3 separate regions of the Zea mays genome follow, and regions 2 and 3 are each linked to region 1. A link is a contact called in public Hi-C data. All regions are on one chromosome and are shown on one strand. The core of a region is the stretch at or near the end of the contact, and the rest is flanking DNA. Distances in the headings are between cores, read along the strand shown.

Region 1 (4,318 bases), core at 1,085-3,584:
TTTTTTTTTCTAGTATATGTACATGGCTTTTTTTATGCACTTGGATCTACACTAGATATATATCTAGACATATAATAACATATATTTTTAAAAAAGATAAAAATACCTTATAACTTAAAATAGATAGCGTATTTGTTTTTGTACAGTCTCCAATGGATAACAGTTTGCACTCCCAAAATAAAAGACAAGGAGGAAAAAAAATCTAGTAAGTGTGTCGTCATGTGTTGCCATATAGCATTTTTTTGTGGTGGGTCATTGGATGTTGAGGCGCTACGTTTATAAATTTCTGAAGTTGCCCGTGATTTCGTTGCGGGTTGTTGCGACTTTAATTCGGCTGCGCCTTATATAGTATTTTTTCTCTATGGATTGTAGTTACAACATTTACAGCTGCTGCGATTGCAGGGCAGCCGAAACAGACTAGATATCTGCATTGTGAAACCATATTTTTTATATATACTAATTGATACCGACTCATTGAAGTTGTACTGTTTTTACAAGGTGCTTGATTTTTTTTTTGGACAAAATATACATACAGATCAGGTCTCTACATCTCTCTTCACCATGCATGCATGTAATTGTGATTAGCCTATCACGTTTCAATGATTGATTGGAGGTATCAACCAAAAAGAATCTAAGAAAAAGGGCAAGTTGTAGAACATGGGTCATGGCCTACCCATAGGGGTAATGCTAGTATTTGTCTATTTTTCTTTTCTTTTCTTTATGGATATGAATGGACCACGCCGTGGCACCCCACATGGCCCAAATGTATTTGCTTGGGGAAGCATAGCATTTAGTTGTGTTTCACCATCACAAGGAGCAGGCGAACTAGGGGGGCCTCTCCAACTCAGCACCAGACAAGTTTTTCCTTTGTTTTCTCTCCATCTTGAGCAGATTTTGTACGCAAAGGACAAAGAATCAACAAGAAAAAGTTTCATGATATTAAATGGTTTTTTAATATAACTTTCCTTTAGACCACCGTTCTCGAAAAGTTTGGCCCATAAAATAAAAACTGGTTCGATAGTTTTTCCTACATATTTAAGTCACTGTTGTGTTAGAGTGAGCCGTGTTTTAAATAGCGAACTATTAAAATTGTAGATGATAGCTTTAACCGTTGCCACAACACTATTTAACTAAATAGGAGGCTATAGCGAACGTGAAGTAGATATCTAGGCTAAGAGTATCTCCAGGAGACTAGCCAATAATTCGTTAAATCTAAATTTTAGCTACTTAATAGTGAAATAATTTTTCAACAGACTAGTCATCTAACTCATCAAGCCATCCGGCTCTCCAAATTGACTTCCACTCTATCCAAATTTGCCTAGCCAAGCTAACTTACATGTTTAATAATCTGTTGGAGTGAAATACTACATATAAAATTTAATCTTTAGGTCGTCTTAAAAAGACTAGCCAAATAGCTTGCAAGCCAAATTTTAGCTACCCAACAACGAAATAACTCTCCAACAGACTAGCCATCTGACTCGTTAGACTATCCGACTGTCAAAATTGGCTCTCTCACTAGCCAAACTAGGCTAGCCAAACTAGATAGTTTGTTATAGTGACATGCCCTCATAGATATGCAAATAGAGAGTCAAATAGAAAGTAAAAAATTGAGAGTCGATTGGAGATATTCTTAATGCTATGCCCGCTTTTTTTTTAAAAAAACACCAAGAACCGTTTTCTCATGAATTTATTGCGACCAAATAAAATAAATTCACCTTGAACCTTCAACTTCAATGCAAATGAAGTTATCACGTGCTCACTCTATTCTAGTTTTATAAATCAATTTTTTTGAAACTATTTATCATTTTCACGACCTTATTATTGTGCATCATATTTCTTAGGCTGTCTGCAGCAAATCGAGCATATGATCGTGTAAAATATTGTCCTACACTATAAACTGTCTTATTTATAGTTTTAAATAGAAGATATGACGTGACAGCCTTATGTTTATATATATAATAGTTGGCTTAAAGCGACTAACATCGTTTGATTATTGTTAAGAGTAATTGCAGCTAAGTAGACCATGCCAGAATTGAATAATCATTCAACTGATAACCTACCATCATATCTAGAATCCCATGCTCCCTACCGGCAATATCGGGATTTTAAAATACAGTCAAGTAAATCTGAGTAAAAAAAATCGGTAAAATCACCTGCCTTTTCGGTGGAATCTCACGCGCATCGTTCAATCAGCCTTTCCTTTGCCTCATGTGGTCATGCTCTTCATCCCCATATGCATCCTCTCTCTCTCCCCACACCATGTGTGTGCCCAGATTCCCCTAAATAGGTGTCTCGCCTCTGGCATCAGTCCCCTCTTCCCCTTCCTTCTCCTCGGTCCCTATCCGCTGCTGCGAACAGCAGAAGCTGCGGCACGGAGGTGCGCTCTTCCCGGCGGTGGAGTTGCAGCTGCAGGGGGAAGAAGCGAGCTAGAGCTGCAGGGATGATAAGCGCCAAGTCCAACGCCGCCGTGTACCCGTGCCCGGAGTATGCGGAGGTCGACCCCACCGGCCGGTACGGACGGGTATGGAATCGCCGCTACCACTGGAGCTCCTCCTATGGCGCCGTCTTTTGACCCGTCTGCTCAACAATCCCCTGATCCGTTTCCCTGCATCTTTCCTCTTTCTTTATCGCAGTTCAGCGACGTTCTTGGCAAGGGCGCGTCCAAGATTGTGTAAGATCCGGCGCTGTTCTCGCCAAAGCTGCGTGCTTTCATTTCTCTTGCCGTCCGAGTTGAGTCCCTGATCCGAGGTGCGTGTGCGGGGACTGCAGGTACAAGGCGTTCGACGAGTACCAGGGGATGGAAGTGGCGTGGAACCAGGTGAAGCTGCACGACTTCCTGCAGAGCCCCGAGGACCTGGAGCGGCTCTACTGCGAGATCCACCTCCTCAAGACGCTCAAGCACCGCAACATCATGAAGTTCTACACCTCCTGGGTCGACGTCTCCCGCCGCAACATCAACTTCATCACTGAGATGTTCACCTCCGGCACCCTCCGCCAGTAAGCGACCAACCTGCTCCGTACCTGTAGCGCCTAAAAGTTGTTGCCTTTTCATGTCCGGCTGCAGAGAATCCCCTTTTCCTGGCCAGTCGCGAAAGTTTTTTTCCCCTCTGTGCTTGATTGCTTCTTGGACTGATTGATTGTGGTTACGCGTCTGGTGGTGATCTAGGTACAGGCAGAAACACCGGAGGGTGAACATGTGGGCGGTGAAGCACTGGTGCCGGCAAATCCTCAGCGGCCTGCTGTACCTCCACAGCCACAATCCGCCCATCATCCACCGGGACCTCAAGTGTGACAACATCTTCGTGAACGGCAACCAGGGCGAGGTCAAGATTGGCGACCTCGGCCTCGCCGCCATCCTCCGCAAGTCCCACGCTGTCCACTGCGTGGGTAAGCCATCTGATTAGCTCACTAGCCCGAAATTATGTTGTTTGATCACAACTGGCAATAGCTACTCGGTAATTTAATGGGGCTAGATGTGTCGGATTGGTTGGATAGGTACACCGGAGTTCATGGCACCGGAGGTGTATGAAGAGGAGTACAACGAGCTGGTGGACATCTACTCGTTTGGAATGTGCGTGCTCGAGATGGTCACCTTTGAGTACCCGTACAGCGAGTGTACGCACCCGGTCCAGATCTACAAGAAAGTGATCTCTGTAAGAAGATCCCTGGACCCTATGAGCCATTTGGCAGCAATTGTGATTCTGGTGTGCAGTCTGAAATGATTTTCGTGATTTCAGCTACCTGTTTGATTTGGTAGGGTACTAAGCCAGAAGCTCTGTACAAGGTGAAAGATCCAATGCTGAGGCGCTTTGTCGAGAAGTGCCTAGTATCGTCATCTCAGAGACTGTCAGCAAGAGAACTGCTTGAGGATCCCTTCCTACAGGGCGATGACGTGGCTGTTTCTTTGGATGGTGGAGATTATCATGTACCGACCAAGTACGTACGGCAGCCTTCATATCTAGGGCATACCTATAGCAATGGCTCCATGGTGAGTAATGGATTCTCAGAAAGCATGGATGAGGACGCTCTGAGTGAAGACTGCGAGGATGATGACATGAAAGGCCAAGATGGCATTGACCTGTTCAACGAGAATGAGGATGAACCTCTTGGCAATGTGGACATAACAATCAAAGGGAGAAAGAGTGAGGATGGAGGCATATTCCTCAGATTGCGGATTTCTGATAATGATGGTATGCACAATTTGTAACGCATAAACATCTGAAGTTTGGTCCATATATGAAAACTTATTTTTGATATTTTTGCAAGCTAATTTTTCAAATTGCAGGACGGGTACGCAACATCTATTTTCCTTTCGACG
Region 2 (4,318 bases), core at 1,357-3,856, 680 kb before region 1:
GGGGCTGAGGGCGTGCGTCACGCCGAGAAAAGCGTCGCGACTTCCCTGCCGAGACAGACACGAGCACGGCCGCGCCATGGGAAAGCCATAACGCGTCAAGAGCCTACCATACCAACCTGGACCTGAGGTGCCTGTAAGGCTGCTCTCCCGGGCAGCGCTGCACCTACAGGTATCCACTGTTTCGTGTCTAGACTTTTGGCAGCGGATGCCGCCGCTGCTGCTGCATATAATTTATCAGGAGATATTTCCATGACCTGCGAAAGGATAGCCGAAAGCCTGCAGGTCGCTAGCCTGGCCACTCATCCATCCTTCCTGCTCCGCAGCCACCCACAATATGCTGGTGGGTCAGTGGTCACAGGGCGCGCGAACCTAGATCGATCGATCCGCCGACACACACACTCTGTTTCCTTACGGCTAACGCCCCGTCACGTCAGTCATCAATAGCATTATTGCTAATCCTCGACACGATCGTCTTTGAGGTCTTGTTCATTGCATTACTGCTAATCCTCGACATGATCATCTATTAGATCTTATGCGGGTTTTCCCATTTCATATCTATTGGAAAGAATTAGGCATCTATATCCCACAAACAATTATTGTCTATGTGTGTAATAAAAACACGTACAAACAATATAAATAATAAATCATGTGGTGGGTTCTATGTTTACATTGTATCGTGTGTCGAACATGGAACAAAACAGACAGATAGTGCTTGTCTTATCATCTCTTTGCATTATAATACCTGCCGAAGCCATCTTCTCACGAAAGATGACAGGTGTCTCTCCTCCTTAATCAGCGTCGATGTTGGAATTTTTTTATCTAATTTCTGCCTAGAGACGACGTATTCAATGTCGCAGTACGAATCCGGATACCTATTAAGATGTTAAATTTTTAATCTTCTTTCTTTGATTATGAATAAATAGGATATAGGATTTGTTATGTAAATTTATATTCTTGAGTTTATTAAGATTAATAAAAAGTAAATGTCAAATTCATTTTGTGTCTTTTTAGAATAATTGGTTTAAAATTCGGATACGAGTATTATTCAGATTTGGATGTTTTTTCACCGATAAAAAATGTTGAAAAAAATAATAATACAGAAATTTATATTTGTCTTTAATAATATGCTTAATAACAAGCCTAAAGATTACCGCCAGATATTATGCACATCTATGCTAAAATATTATATTTGTCATATAATCTAGATGTTCCCGGAACATTCCTATGTACGTGCCCTTGGAATAAATTAGGAATAATTTTGAGATGTTAGAGATTTAAACTCAATCAATTTTATTAGATCCACGTTGTTTGAGATTAAAACGAACATACCTTAGATCATTAATTTCATTGGCGGTACCCCTTCCGGCGGCAGCATAGAATTTGCGAGGGCTACTGGAGTACTACTTGTGCAATGTGCTGCCACTACGGCGGCCGTACGGGAGCAAGTAATTAGCTAAGCGCCGCACAGGCCGGCGCGGCGCTGTAATAAATGAGTCCTCGCCCCGGTTTCCCATTCACGCGTAAAGAGAAAGAGGCCACGGGTACACGTAGCGTGCCAGGCAGAGGCAGCCACCGCTCGTTGCTCGCCGTTCGCCGTGCCGCACGAAGGTCACGTAGCGTGGCCACCCATTTTCGGGTGCTTTGCCATTCACGTGTAAAGAGAAAGAGGCCACAGGTGAAGGCCAAGGGTTTGTGGATAGCGCGACGCGGACGGCGGCGAATGGGGGTGCCATCGGTTCGGTGGTGCCGCACCACACGAAGGCACCAAATTAAAATGGAGGTGCGCGGCCTTTTGCTGCTGGACGCGCGCGAGTTCTCGCTCCGAATTAGGGCGTCCGGATTCTAGCAGTAGCAGGTAGTAGGGGAGTAGCAGTACTGGCGCTACCTGAAGCCCGAAACTGACTGACAGACAAAACAACTCGAGAGGGTCAGAGGGTGGTGGAGTGGAGAGCCGGATATTGGACATGGCTGCCTCAGACAGAGGATGAAAGCGAAATTACTCTGTACAGTACGGGTCTTCATATCGCTACAACCATGTGTCGTGCCGGCCCGACTGCCACTAGTGCACCACCGATTTGTGCACTCGTAGTCTCGTACACCGGGAGGAATGGATACGGTCCCTCCCTCCGGCCTAGGTTCTACAGTTCTCGACTAGGGATTTTTCCCAGAATTTCGGTAGGTAAGTCGAAAGTGCCTCCAGTTCAAAGTTCTCGGTTCTCCTAGCGGAGTTATGAAGGAAAAAAGAAATCTAACTTAAGGAGTGATTGCGGCTCGATCAGCACACACCCACGTCCGACTCCGACGCACAGAAGAGAGCGCGAGTGACTGAAGAGCGAGACGGACAGGGGGAGGGATGGGACGCACCAACAGTGTCGCCGATGACGATCTGCTTGGAGCTGGCCCAGGCGGCGTAGTCGGGGTTGCCCATGACGGTCCACCCAATCGTGCCGCCCACCTCGTACACGGCCGCCGACGCCACGCCCGCCCACATCACCAGCAGCAGCAGCGCCGCGCCACCGCCGCCCATGGCTCCGGCCGAGATAGATAGAGCGGCAGCGAAGGGACGAGACGCGCGGTAGGCAGCAGTACCGTAGGAGAGCGATGGCAGTGTGCAGTACTGAGTGGCTGGCTGGCTGGCTGGCTGACCAACCGGCCGGTTAAATCAAAAGCTCCGCGGCTTTCCAGCCCCGCCCGCGGCGAGGTTCCCGGAAATGCCCCCCTGCGTCCAGCCTTCGATACGTATGGCTTGGCCTGGTGTGCCCGGGTTTTATGGACTTTCTCGTGGTCTTGTGCTTTCGCCTTTCGGGTCCGGTGGCCTGACCAGGGTCTCGTTCTCGTCTGCGCTGCCTGATACGGCGCGGGTCGGGTCACTGTCCACGGCACGCGACCACTCCTGGGTCCTGGCGGTGGCGGTTGCTACTGCTCGGCTGCTCGCTCCATCATCCGAACGAATCTGCACATGTGGTGCAGAAGCGCCATCCAAGGCCCAAGCACTCGCCCAGATTTTTTTTTGATCCCCTTGATCGTGTCGTACGCAGCCGTATGAGTCGAATCGGGGTGCTCCCGTAACCGCAGCTGATAAGATGTGCATGGCGACGAGCCTACGTCTGTCTAGCCATAGTCCCATCGACGAGCGGGACCCCGGAGTGTTCTCGCCGTCGACCGGAAGCGGGAAGCGTTTTCCACGTCGAGTAAAGTACACACGGACACGGCATAAGCGCCGGGACAGAAGCTTTCCAGTTTCCACCCGGGTGTCCCAACTCCCAACGCTTTTAGCGTGTGTGCATACGTGTGGTCGGCGGTGAGGCACTGACGACTAACTGACTCCATATCTGCACTGTTCATAGAATGAAGTTCACAACCGCAGCAGGTAGTACTTGAGAGTCCATATACACACATCACACATACATACAGGTCGCTTGGCACAACCGCACAACGGAACAAACAGCCAAATGTCCTAAGGCCATATATGGATGGTCTTGTGTAGGGGTTTCCATTCATTCAGCTCCCAAACAAAAGCCCTCAGTGGAGTCCAGTGTCCAGTCCATTCTAGTCTATCTTGTCGTATCCTCCGTCACAGGACAACTACGACACGGCTCGAGAGTATTGATCTGATCGATGGCGGACGCTGACCGGTCGATCCAGCGATCCTACACGTCGCGCCCCGGTCATCCGGAGACGGGGGCGGCCAAACACAAGCGGAAGATGCACTGGACAAGCGTGTCGTTCGTGAACCGGGCTCGTGAGTTACTACTGACGGCTGACGATCGGCGTGACGACACCATGAGCTCAGGCCTCGCCGGACGCCGTGAGCCCGCGAGGCAAGCATCTGGCTGGCGGACGACGAGACGAGAGGGAAGGCCCAAAGGCCGGATCAATACATGTCTGGAGTCTGGACTGTTTGCTGGAACGGGAAAAAAAGCCCATCCTACTTCCACGCTCTATCGTTGTTGTTTGCTGCAACTTTTGGTGCAACCTCAGACAGTGTTGCCGTTGCCGTGTTCTCTTTCTACGTGATTGGTTGGTTGGCCGGCTGCATCTACCCGCGGCGTTCCGTTGATCTTGCGCAGCACCTATTTGGTTAACCGAAGAGAAGGGTGGCAGCATGTACCCGCACATGCAGCATAGGCTTTTTTTTTGGCTTGATTGTCTGCATGCACGGAAACACGCATATCCTGCGTATCCCGCGGTCCGGGCTAGCCAGAGACGGGCGCTGCGCACCCAGTCAACCAATCACAAGGTTTATGTGATGGTCGTAATACATGAATACATCCTCTCACGGCACCAGTCGTTGTGGAAGGATGCAATATTTCATTTT
Region 3 (4,318 bases), core at 837-3,336, 580 kb before region 1:
GAAAAAGATATTTCACATAAATAAAGATCGTTCACATAAATTGTGAATATACTAATCAAATCAGCACAATCCAAAAACAATAATGGCTATCGTAACATCAATAATATAAAATTCAAAGTGGCCCACATCTTTGTCGTGGCAGTAGCTTCGCCGTTCCTGGCCTCGGAGCCCACCGGCTTTGCTTCAGCATCCGGCTTGACTGGAGGCTCTGGCAACGGCAACGGCAACGGCGACGGCGGCACAGCCTGGCTCTCCAACCTGTGATCTCGCCGATCTGATTCGTTGGGCCGGAGCTCTGAGTCTCTGTTTCTACCACGGTCCTCCGCCTTCTCTGACTCTCGTGAAGTCTCAGGTTGGGCAGCCGCAGGGGTGGTGCTGGTGCCGCTTTCTGCTGCTGCCGATGTTGCTGTTGTCTTCGCTTCTGATCTTGCCACAGGAGGTGACTCCGGGTTTGATGACGGCTCTGCCAACTCTGGTCTCGCCGGACGGCTATCTTCGTCGTAATTTACCAGCCGTGGTCTCTTCCTCTTTGGAGCTGCAAGATCCAGCGGGAGAGCCGATTAGACCCAAGAAAACAAAAATGCAAAAACAGCGAGGGAAAAAAGCCACAACCGCCAACAGGACTACGCACCTATGGTGGAAAGGGAGGTGGAATCCGACGGTCGGACGCCAGAAGACGAGGGGGCCGGCGAAGAGTTCCCAGACTTGGCCTCGGGCGCGTCCCTAGGCTCGAGTTTGTGGTTGCTCTCCTGCTTTTGCGGGCATGGGAACTGCCTGGTGAGCCCGAACAGCACCTCAGCGACCTCAATCTCCTCTTGGATAAAAGATGGAGACTTCGAAATCTTCGACGGCGGCGGTTGTGGCGGGGTTGTTGAAGGCGCTGGGGACATCGACGGTCGCTGCTTCGGCGCTGGTCCCAGACCACCGCTGCTCACACCGCCACCCAATGTTTTCTGATAGGCAAAGCCGAAGAGAGAAAAAAAAGTTAGCAAGCAAGAGCACCATGGAAAACGAGGGGCAAAGGCCTCTAGAAACCCACAAGCTTCTTCCGAGGAGCGGCAGTAGAGGCAGGCGCCGGAGAGATCGGCCGTGACGAAGGTCGTTGGATCTGCGAGCCATCTCCTACGCCGGAGCTGCCTCCACTGGTTCCACCGCCGGGGACAGGCCACTCGTGCGAAGAGCGTTTCGTAGAAGCTGCCAAGAGCACAAAAGCATAAGCAAAGATGAAACAGCCGGTGATGCCAAAAAAATCTGAGCGGTGGTAGGAGAGACTACCAGAGCGGGCTTTCCTCGGGACAGGCACGCCGATCATCTCGTCAACAGCCTTGACCACCATGGGGCTTTTCGGATGTGAGACGCCGCCCTTCCGCTGTATCTGATGCTGCTGGCCGTGGTGGTGGTTGTGGTAACCGCCGCCGCCGCTGCTACTACTGCTGTGGTGGTGGCCACCGCCGGGCTGCGGCGGCGAGGGCGGTGGCGGCGCCGTGCTCGGCGACCGCCGCTGCTGCTGGTACCGCGGCGCGAGCTCCTCCTCGGCGTCTTCGTCGTCGTCGCCGAGGCTGTCGTCGGAGGTGTCGTCGGCGTCGTCCCTCCCGGCGCCGGCGCCGCCGCCGTTGAGCATGAGGCGCTCGCCACGTCGGCGCTCGGAGCGCGGCGAGTCTCTGGGGCCCCCTCCGCCGTTGCTCCTGAGGCGCCTTCTCGGAGGCGGCGGCCCGGCTCCGCCGGACACCCCGCTCCTCCTGCCGTCCCGGATCCTGTCCATCTCAGATCTGAGACATGCGGCGCCGATCCCCGGCAAATCACCGCCGCCTCGCCGGATTCCGACGAGCGCCGCCGCCGCCCTGTAGATCCGGGGTGCAGCGCCTCGGTAATTCTGGCGAATCTAGCAGCGCGGCCAAGGATTAGGCGGAGGAGAGCTCCTCGGCTCTCGTCGCTCTTCCTCCCTATCTCTCTTTCTACTACTGCTTGGCGCTCCCCTCGCTTCTCTTCTGCGGTGCAAGGCTCCGCCCTGCCCTTCACCACGCCAGCCTCTCTTTTCCGGCAGCGTGCCGCTTGCCCCCTTCTCGCTCTTTGGTCTGAGCGTCGTCTGGCCGTTTCCCTCCCCGTCGGGTTCCCTTTCTAGGCGCCCGCCTCGCCTCATCTTCTTTTTGTCGCTGCGCACCCCCGCATCGGACGGTCCAGATCCGCGCGCCTACCGATCCTGCATCCGACAGCGCCGGCGACGAGGGCGCCACCGTAGCGCGGCCCGCCACCGTCGGATCCTTACCGGGCCCACACTGACGCTCAATAAAATCTCTCCCTCTGCCTCTTCCTTACGGCTCAAGCATGGGCCGCCACTGACACGTGTCGGTTTCGGGTAGCCGGGAAAAATCTAATCGTCCACCGGTGGTAGGAGGTGGGTGGGGGACGGGCCGGGGAAGAAGGCACCATTAGCCTATTCATTCAATTATAAATTGATTATAACCAGCTGAGTAATGAGAAAAAATGATTTTAATATAGATGGGTTGTCCGCTTTTGGCGGGCCCCACCTGCGCGGAATGGACCTGATCTGGACACTGCACGGGGTGTTTCACCCCGGTGCTGATGTGGCACGCCCTCGCACCGGTTGCTCGGGTGTTGCCGCGGTTGTCTGGTGGGTTATGTGGTGGGCAAACTACTGACTTGTAATGGAATGAAGAAAAATGGCTACAGCAATTTTCACATATTTACGTTAAATTACTTATACACGGAAAAGGGGCGTTAAGAAAGTGCAAGCGCGTGCGCCAAACAGTCTGAGACGTCAGTTTCCAAAAAGGAACCACACGTTGGCTGGCGATTTGGGATGAGATTATCCACGTATAGATATTCATATTTGCAACACTCTCCTTGCTGTAATGCTGTTCCTAGACCGAATCCAATTTTAAGATCAATGAATACAATTAATCCTCTAAAAGTCCTGTAGAATAAAAATGATGGGAAATATTGATATATTTTATTAAAAACTTCTTTAAACCTAATGGAAAAATAAGGAGAAAGTGATCCAACATGTAATGATTATTGCCTTATTGTAAACTCGTATGAGAACTCATAGATGTTTTAGAGGACAATACATATATTGGTAACTCCTTTGAAACTATTGTAAATGAATGAAAAACGAGATTTGGGATAGAAGTGACAGCCGCAGGGAATTTATATTTATATACAAGTGAAGGGGTGCAAGCCAATAGGTGTGTCTCTTAGCGAGATAATTGTCGCACCCCTTTGGATTGATCACACATATGTCACATTTTTCTAGCACTCTCCCTTGATCAATTCCAACTTCATTTGACATCCGTCAATTGTTCTTTCAGTATATTATTCTCCTTAAAAACCCTATAGGAAAAATAAGGTGTACATCATGCTTTTGGATTATGAGTAAAACTCATACTGACTTCCAAAAGAAAATATGTCTGTAATCAGCATTCCTAAAACCCCCATGGAGTAAAATAAATGATGAAGCATAAAGCTTAGTTGATATTACCTCGTTAAAAACTTTGGATGAGAAAACCTCAGCAAGGTAAAACTCATACTGTCGGTGTTTGGGACCCGACCGCGCACCCGGGTTATCCCTCGAGGTGCTTTTGGGTAGGACGGTGTTACCAACTGTAGCTCGATGGTTCGTATTGGGCGCACGAGGGACGATAGACAATTTTATACAGGTTCGGGCCGCTTAGAGATGCGTAACACCCTACTTCCTTGTGTGGCTCTTTATGTGGTGGATTACAGGGGAGTTCTCTAGCATGAAGGATGCTAGAGAATTGATTAGATGGCTAATAAGTGACTTCTTCTTTGATAGGGTGCCCCCTAGGCCTTATATACTCGACCGTGGGGCGTTTCATGCGGGTACGATAACTATGTGTTCCTAAGTAATAGTGAACCGACTGAACTTATCTCCCTGTTATCCCGCTGACTTATCCTCGTTTAGTTCCGACGTCTGAGGGTGCTGCGCGGGAGAATCAAGTCAATGCTGCGGATAATGTTTAAACCCAATGAGCCGTCTGGGCTCGAGTCGGTCCAATCTTGTGTCGGTCCATTCTGCCAGTGATTCCTCCCCTGGCCCACGAAGGGATGGCCTTGTGAAGTAATGGGCCCAGAGTCTTTCGCGAGGCCTTCTAGCCTTCTAGTGGACCCGGGGGATATCTGTCCCCCACAAATCCGCAATCTTTGAGTTGATTTTGAAACAATCGGCCCAAAGATTTTAGGTCCAGCTTGCAGTTTTGATTTTAGATCGCAGATGCTCTGAAAGTGCACCTGTTAAGTCATTGCTTCTGAACTCTGATCAATCCGGTAAAAACAAACT

What was found. A called contact is a pair of places that touch in the nucleus more often than the background predicts.
Region 2: a Hi-C map of endosperm shows a contact between it and region 1, with 2.3 times the contacts expected there. The contact joins the promoter of LOC100283229 here to the promoter of LOC100272599 in region 1. A contact is called at or near these places in 2 of 25 Hi-C or Micro-C datasets (endosperm and tassel).
Region 3: a Hi-C map of endosperm shows a contact between it and region 1, with 2.4 times the contacts expected there. The contact joins the promoter of LOC100502414 here to the promoter of LOC100272599 in region 1. A contact is called at or near these places in 2 of 25 Hi-C or Micro-C datasets (ear and endosperm).

The regions. Positions count from the first base shown.
Region 1 is chr7:168,847,903-168,852,220 of Zm-B73-REFERENCE-NAM-5.0, forward strand. LOC100272599 (Serine/threonine-protein kinase WNK2) reads left to right here and starts at 2,335. Exons shown (of 7, transcript NM_001147062.2): 1 at 2,335-2,521; 2 at 2,634-2,671; 3 at 2,770-2,997; 4 at 3,167-3,387; 5 at 3,496-3,653; 6 at 3,758-4,190; 7 at 4,286-4,318. The coding sequence starts at 2,441.
Region 2 is chr7:168,171,426-168,175,743 of Zm-B73-REFERENCE-NAM-5.0, forward strand. LOC100283229 (Cupredoxin superfamily protein) reads right to left here and starts at 2,607. Exons shown (of 2, transcript NM_001156131.2): 1 at 2,365-2,607. The coding sequence starts at 2,527. It overlaps LOC103633319 (a long non-coding RNA gene), which reads right to left and starts at 2,358. Exons shown (of 2, transcript XR_556456.2): 1 at 1,330-2,358; 2 at 1-872.
Region 3 is chr7:168,267,557-168,271,874 of Zm-B73-REFERENCE-NAM-5.0, forward strand. LOC100502414 reads right to left here and starts at 2,087. Exons shown (of 13, transcript NM_001323959.1): 1 at 1,276-2,087; 2 at 1,040-1,194; 3 at 632-953; 4 at 127-535. The coding sequence starts at 1,762.